2 separate regions of the Mus musculus genome follow, and region 2 is linked to region 1. A link is a contact called in public HiChIP or PLAC-seq data. All regions are on one chromosome and are shown on one strand. Each heading gives the region's core, a stretch centred on a gene start, on an enhancer-like site or on the middle of the called end of the contact. The rest is flanking DNA. Distances are from core to core; before and after follow the strand shown. Region 1 overlaps St6galnac5 (ST6 (alpha-N-acetyl-neuraminyl-2,3-beta-galactosyl-1,3)-N-acetylgalactosaminide alpha-2,6-sialyltransferase 5). Region 2 overlaps St6galnac3 (ST6 (alpha-N-acetyl-neuraminyl-2,3-beta-galactosyl-1,3)-N-acetylgalactosaminide alpha-2,6-sialyltransferase 3).

Region 1 (3,055 bases), core at 218-2,717:
TATCTCTTGCACCCTCTGCTCTCTTGTCTGTAAGTTGTGAATAATACTAAAAAGTTATACATGCAATTGATGAACTACAATCTGTGTGAAGTACAGTTAGTACACCTGTACTGTATATACAATGACAATCATCAGCACTATCGTGAGCATGTCACTGTCACTATACTGACAGAGTTTTAGGTTCCTGTATGCCCATGAATATCTGGTGTAGCCTGGTGGAGGACCTGGCCTGGAAGTCAGAGATGCAATATCTCTCTCACCTCTGTCCGTGACCTTGAGCCTGTGTGCATGACCTTGGGTTAGTCAGATGGGTATGGACTTGGGGACAGGGCTGAGCCTCTCTGCACTCCTATGATTGAGACTATGATTGCACATTGCTGTTTTGAGTCAGGTCCCTCAGTTTGATCTGGGCTCTCAGTGACAGGCCCATGGACTCGGGCTCAGTGTGGACTACTCGGCCATCTTGGAGATGTATTGGTGAGTGCACAGATATAGGGCCACTGCACTTTGGCAAATGCTGACTATAGAATGGTTATGGCCTTCAGTTTATGATCTCAATGGCTGTTTGGGCATTTTGAGAGGAAAATGCAATGCCGGAGAGTTACAGAGGGGACACACCTGATGGTTTTTCTCTTAGCTGATTCTGTGGGAGGGACGCCTCTCCAGCTGATCAACCTAGTGACACTTCTCCAACTCATCCTCCCTGCAGACACCTCAGGTCACGGGACCAGTGGCCTCAATTACAGAGGCAGGGAGACAGATGCCAGAACCACACGGTTACAGTTGGAAGAGCCCTTGTCTAGTCTAAACATTTGATTTTACACATGAGGGAACTTCATCTCAGAGAGACCAGAGGACAGCTACAAGGTCACAGAGTTAGAAGTAGAATTTGGCATGGACAGCATAGGTTCTGGAAACCCAGCTGAAAATGTGTCCCACCTTCCCCAGGACCATCCACAAGGGACGAAGACAAAAGTGAGCCCCAAATAGGCAGCATGTAGAACCTTCTAACCCTTCTGGCCCCCAGTCCTGAAATAAGGTCTGATTGATCAAGACTGTTGGGGAAAGCGTTGACGGGAGCTTGGGGAGAGAAACACACTTTCTAATTCTTCACTCCTGTGTGAAGAGCAAAGCTGTTGTCATTAGGCTGTGTGTTGCAGAATCCTAGAACGGGAGCAACTGGTGCTCGAGGTCTTTTTCTCTTGTGCTTAAGGACCTACTCAGCACCCTGTGGTGGCAGGTCATGGGAGACAAAGAATGTGGTTGTGTTTCCTGAAATGTGTTTCCTGTCATGACTCAGGGGCCCCTCCCTTGACACCAGCTCTGTGAGAGGACAGTCCCGGGAACAAGTCGGCATGAGGCCTGGCACCTGGGAGGCTTTCAGAAAGCTGGTTGGATGAGCCCAGAAGGCGTCGTGTGTCGGTGACTACATGCCACAGAAGACGCAGTAGAACGTGAATTGGCTCAGCAGTCGGAGCCCTGTAAGACGTGATGATCAGGCCAGTGGAGAGTCTATGCTCTCACACTTGCATAGGCTAGTCGAGTGGGGCGGGGCAGGGAGGGGGGAGGAGAAAGCTTTTCTCGCTTGTATTCTCATTTCAGTAGAGTAAGCACGAATTTGTGGTTCAGTGGTTCCGCCTCTCACTGTGCTTTTCTTCCTCTGACTTCTTGCTCTTAAGTAGAAGTACCAGCCTGCAATTCTGTTGGGGCATTGTGCGTAAGCCGGTGTTTTTCTTCTGTCTCCTTTTCTCTGGAATTTTCTTTTCTTTGGAGAGACATGGCTACTGCAGGGTCTGAGGCCCACAGTGTACCTGAGGGAGGAACACCGATAAGTGCTGAGGCAGGTTGACCACGGGGGAGACAGGAAGTCTCCCATGGCGGAGCCTGGTAACCATCAAATCCCCTATATCGCTCTGGAATCTTCCTTGCTCATTTGGGGTCAGGTGACTGAGTTGTTTCTCCATCAGTAGACTGTGAGAGTGAGTGTCGTAAGTCACTTATGAACCTGGGCTTGCTGACATGCCTGGTGCTAATGTCCAGCTCTTCCACAGCAACCTCACAGGCTACCACCATATGGGAAAGGGCTGTCTGATGACTCTGGTCTACAGTGCAAAGACAACTCTACCCCTTGGGCCTTATTTGTAACCGAATCATTACCTACCCCACCCTGGCTTTTTATTCTAGTCTACAAAGCCCACCTCATCTGAGGAGAGCACGGAGGCTGGATTCTGACCGCTGTGTCCTCTTGGCTGTCTGGTTTGGGAGTGCAAATGCACTGGTTCTGGGCAGATGGTTGGTGGGGAAGTGGGTGTGTCCCCTTACGCTCCATTCTGCTCGGAGTTCCCTGAGCTTCTGTCATCTCCGTTCTCTTTAAGTGGATACAAGAAGAAGTTTTAAGGATGAAAATGAAACTTTAAACACTGGATGGTTTTGCGCTGTGAACTGTCAACGCTTTAAACTGTTTTCGTAACCCTGATAAGCTCGGCATTTCAGTCATCTCAGAGAGATTAATTTTTGCTTATTTTCAGATATAGTTGAGGTATTTTTAAAAGCTACAAGTCATTGCTGTTAGGCTGGGGACTTTTACATTATTATTAATCTGGAGGTATGAAATGTATTCATCCCAAACTTTGGGTAATTATAATGAAATTTTAAAAAATTAACAAATTCTGGGGCGGGAAAGATGGCCCTGTGGTTGAAAGCACTTGTTGCTCTTTCCGTGAACCCGAGTTCAGTTCCCAGTACTTACACAGTGGCTTTCAACCATTTCTAACTCCAGTCCAGGGTTCTGATGGCCTCCTCTGGCCTCTTTGGGCACCAGGCATACATGGTGCACAGATATAGATACAGGCCAAACACTCCTACAGACAAAATACTTTTAAAGAAAGTTTTTGCATTATAAACTTGGTTTCATTTTCATTCTCTATGTTAACCTGCCATTAACAAGTGAGCCATTGTTTTGACCTTGAATCATTACTAGAACGACCCATGATGAGGCATTAGTAGAAGCTGGTTTGGTAAATATGCTTATTAAGCTTAATATTTTATAAAATTG
Region 2 (3,390 bases), core at 474-2,973, 350 kb after region 1:
CCCAATGAGTCTCTCTGTTACTAGCACAACCTAGCATGTTTCACTGAAGTGGTGGACTCCTCTTTTTTAAAAAATATTTGCAATACCCGTGCTGTTTATTTAATGTGGTCTTAGCTTCCTGGGAACGTAGATCTGGTGAGAGAGGTTCACACACTGTACAAGTACTTCTGACTATAATGAGGATTATAAAGGTCAGACTTGGTTGACAATCATGGATCCTTGCAGATGAAATGTTTTACCAGCAGGATTTTGCTCGTTGGGATGGTGACAGTGTGCTCATTAGCATCCACAAGCCGCATATCCATAGGAAGCATGTAAGCTTTCAAAGGTCCCTACTGCAAACAGACAAAAGGATTTTCATCCAGGCAGTTATTATTTAAAGAAAAAGACCCAGGTAGCTGAAGAAATGGCTCAGCAGTTAAGAACACTTTCGGCTCTTGCAGAGAACCTGGGTTCGAGTCCCAGTAACCACTTGGTGGCTCACAACCTTCCTCCATAACACTAGCTCCAGGGGATCTAAACCCTGTTTCTGACTTCTGCAGGCATGAAGCACACGTGAGGTCCTTAGGCATACATACATACATACATACATACATACATACATACATACATACACACACGCACCCAGACAAAATACTCATATACATACAAAAATTAAAAAAAACAAATCTAAATTTAGAAAATCGGGTAGTAAACAAGAGCAACTAATTCCTGTTAATTGAACAGTTGCCACACCCCACAGTTTCTAAGGATACTTGGAACGAGTCCTCTCTACTTGTCATTTTTGAAATGTGGAAAATAATTAGTTGGCTGTACTTACCCACAGCTAAACATATTGAAACTTATGAGCAAGAAGCTTGGAGGCAACAGTTAGTGTTCTCTTTCTCTAGTGGAACAGAATAAGGCATGAACACTAGAACGCTGCCCTCCTGAGCTGCAGGCTCTGTTAATACATGGGGGAGGGGAAGCAGGGGATCTCACATTGCATTTTGCATTCCCACTCCTGAAAGCACCCTGCATAATACCCCTTGCAGCTTTGGGAGCACTGATGCTAAGTATCTCTCCACTTTCTATGTCTTTGTGTGTGTGTGTGTGTTTCCAGATATTCATGCAACAGCTGGGGGCAGGGAGGAGGCATGCCAAGTTTTCAAGGGCTATGGGGAAAATGGATGTTTTTATGATATGATTTATAAATGATATTATATCTATGAAACTTTAATGTTTTAATTTTGGCGCACATGGCATGAATTAGTGAGCCAAGATAACTATTAGATACTCATTTTCACAGGAGCAGTTCCCAGGAAAAGATAAAGGGGTCACTCCTGGCGAAGATTACCTTTCCGGCAGAGACACAAGCAACCAGAGCCAGCCTGGCCCTCCTGGTAAAGCAGCACAGCTGCAGGAATCCTAATAATTTCCATTTCACAACGGTAAAATCAAAGTCAGAGCAATGGGAAGATGAATCACAGTACTTGGACTTAATGCGGGAAATTGGGGAAAACAAAGTAGACAAAGAAGAGTGAAGGCACTTAGAGTTATTTACATAGAACAATTCTCCTTTTATGTTAACCCATCTGATGAGCTGTGCAGCAAATCCACAGAGGAAAAGAACTTTGCACAAAGCCACAATTTGGTCTTTGAATTACAAAAATGTGTTGTTTGTCTTCTTTTGTTTCATTGTTTCACTTTCTCTTCCTCTTAAGTTTAGGAGGCGGGAGGGTGGAGAGTTACTGCTGCTTCCGCACTCACACTGTATCTAGACTAGCCTAGACTAAGACTTGAGCCTGCACTGGCTGGGGTCTCCCAGGTTAGGGAGGAGGGGGAAAGAATGATCAAAGAGCCAAGGGATTCCATGTGTCTGAGCTCCTAGACTCTCACAGTTCAGAATGAAGGGAAACCAAAGGACATCAGGAATAAACTCCATGAAGAGACGGAGGCCTTGAATGGGCCCTGGAGAATGTAGAAATCGGACAGCATCAGATTTCAGATGGAAGAGGTAATCTCCACAAGGGATCCTACTGGATAAATGATGGTACTTGGAAAACAGATAACAGGCATAATTAGTGGTTTCAAAGAGGGCATGTTACGTATGCAAATGGACTTCTTGGGCCATGAGAAGCCACACTGCTCAGTCTGCTGTCAACCTAGGCTACCTGGAATTGTCCCCTTCTGGTTTTCCTCTGGGCCAGTCTCCTGGCTGATTCAAACTGATCGAACAGCATTCAAGAAACTGCTCCAGATGACTGGAAAGTGTAACTGATGTTTTCTTCATAAACCAGAGTTGCAATTCTGTATCTCGGGGGACTAATATTTTGACGCTTCAGGGTGTTATTCTGTCTGTGTCTGGCTGCTACACAGAAGGCTGCCAGAACCATCCTCCCAACCTCCCACCCCCACCCCCACCCCGGTCTAATAGCCTCAAGGCAACAGCTAGCATCAATTATGGCTGAAGAATAAGCAATCAACCCACAAGAAGCAATTCAAATGAAAGATAAAATTGTTTCTGGATATTCTATACTATCCAAACTTTGCTCTACAAAGAGACTGGAGACCACTGCATTCTTCAGGGTGACTCTGGGCACCATTAAATCCCTTCCCTGGCCTTCCACTGTCTAAGTAAAACCCCACCATGGTCTGAAAGACCCACTGTCAAACAGCTACAGCCCTCCCTCCCCCATCCTCACCTCATCTGACCATCTCCTGGGGAGGAGCAGAGAATTCTTTTAGCAGAGTGGACTAAGGTCTCCCACGCTGGCTTGCTTGCCCTGGCCACCTGTTCCCTGGTTAGAGAAACCGTCCTCCCCACCAGCCTTCTGTTGCTTGTCTCAGACTAATGATGATGTATGGGGCGATATGTTCTTCCTAATTATGAAAAGTGCTGTCCATTGGTTGCAAGATTTTTATTTGATATTTTCTCAGAATCTTGGCTAGCCTCTGTGCCTTGGGGCCCTTCAGTAAAATTAGATCTCAGAGCCCCCATATGGGATGTGACACACAGCTTTTAACCAGGAGCTCTTACTTAAAAAGGAGAAGTGAGTCTCCACAGATAGAATTTTCCACTCTGCAACCCACATCCCAACCAAGCCTGAGCTTCCAGACCTGAGGAGTCAATCCCGGAGGCTACCACTGTTACCAATCCACTTCAACTGAGCCCGAGCTTCCAGACCTGAGAAGTCAATCCCCGAGGTACCTCAGCTCCCCCTGACACCATACCATTGACCTCTGTTACTTCCCTGTGGATTCTTTTTGTCTTCTGCTCCTTCATACCGCGACACCCCAACCAGTGTCTGTGGGTTAATTCCAACCCCCAGCATCATGTGACAATGATGTCTCCTCTGCTCCCTTATTTTCATCAGATCTCTCTGACAGCTTGTGTCTCAATCCACACCC

The links. HiChIP or PLAC-seq counts read pairs in DNA pulled down with a chosen protein or histone mark.
Region 2: a contact with region 1 is called in an H3K4me3 HiChIP or PLAC-seq map of bone marrow-derived macrophages, with 5 times the contacts expected there. The contact joins two enhancer-like sites. A contact is called at or near these places in 1 of 39 promoter capture datasets (the C10 cell line), 1 of 484 Hi-C or Micro-C datasets (CD8 T cells), 2 of 115 datasets of contacts at active chromatin or transcription factors (CD8 T cells and bone marrow-derived macrophages) and 1 of 9 other capture datasets (embryonic stem cells).

The regions. Positions count from the first base shown.
Region 1 is chr3:152,911,049-152,914,103 of GRCm38.p6, forward strand. All of the region lies in intron 2 of St6galnac5 (ST6 (alpha-N-acetyl-neuraminyl-2,3-beta-galactosyl-1,3)-N-acetylgalactosaminide alpha-2,6-sialyltransferase 5), which reads right to left. The region is part of intron 2 of Gm46830 (a long non-coding RNA gene); the gene reads left to right. Among named protein-coding and RNA genes, the nearest start is that of Gm46830, 13 kb to the left of the region's middle. Within about 2 kb of position 1,468, at least 116 of the 459 cell types and tissues checked have an H3K27ac peak or open chromatin away from gene starts, as enhancers often do. A contact at or near this core is called in CD8 T cells and bone marrow-derived macrophages, where this site is marked.
Region 2 is chr3:153,259,073-153,262,462 of GRCm38.p6, forward strand. The region is part of intron 3 of St6galnac3 (ST6 (alpha-N-acetyl-neuraminyl-2,3-beta-galactosyl-1,3)-N-acetylgalactosaminide alpha-2,6-sialyltransferase 3); the gene reads right to left. It overlaps Gm52634 (a long non-coding RNA gene), which reads left to right. Exons shown (of 3, transcript XR_003954698.1): 3 at 1,289-3,390. Among named protein-coding and RNA genes, the nearest start is that of Gm52634, 4.3 kb to the left of the region's middle. Within about 2 kb of position 1,724, at least 48 of the 459 cell types and tissues checked have an H3K27ac peak or open chromatin away from gene starts, as enhancers often do. A contact at or near this core is called in CD8 T cells and bone marrow-derived macrophages, where this site is marked.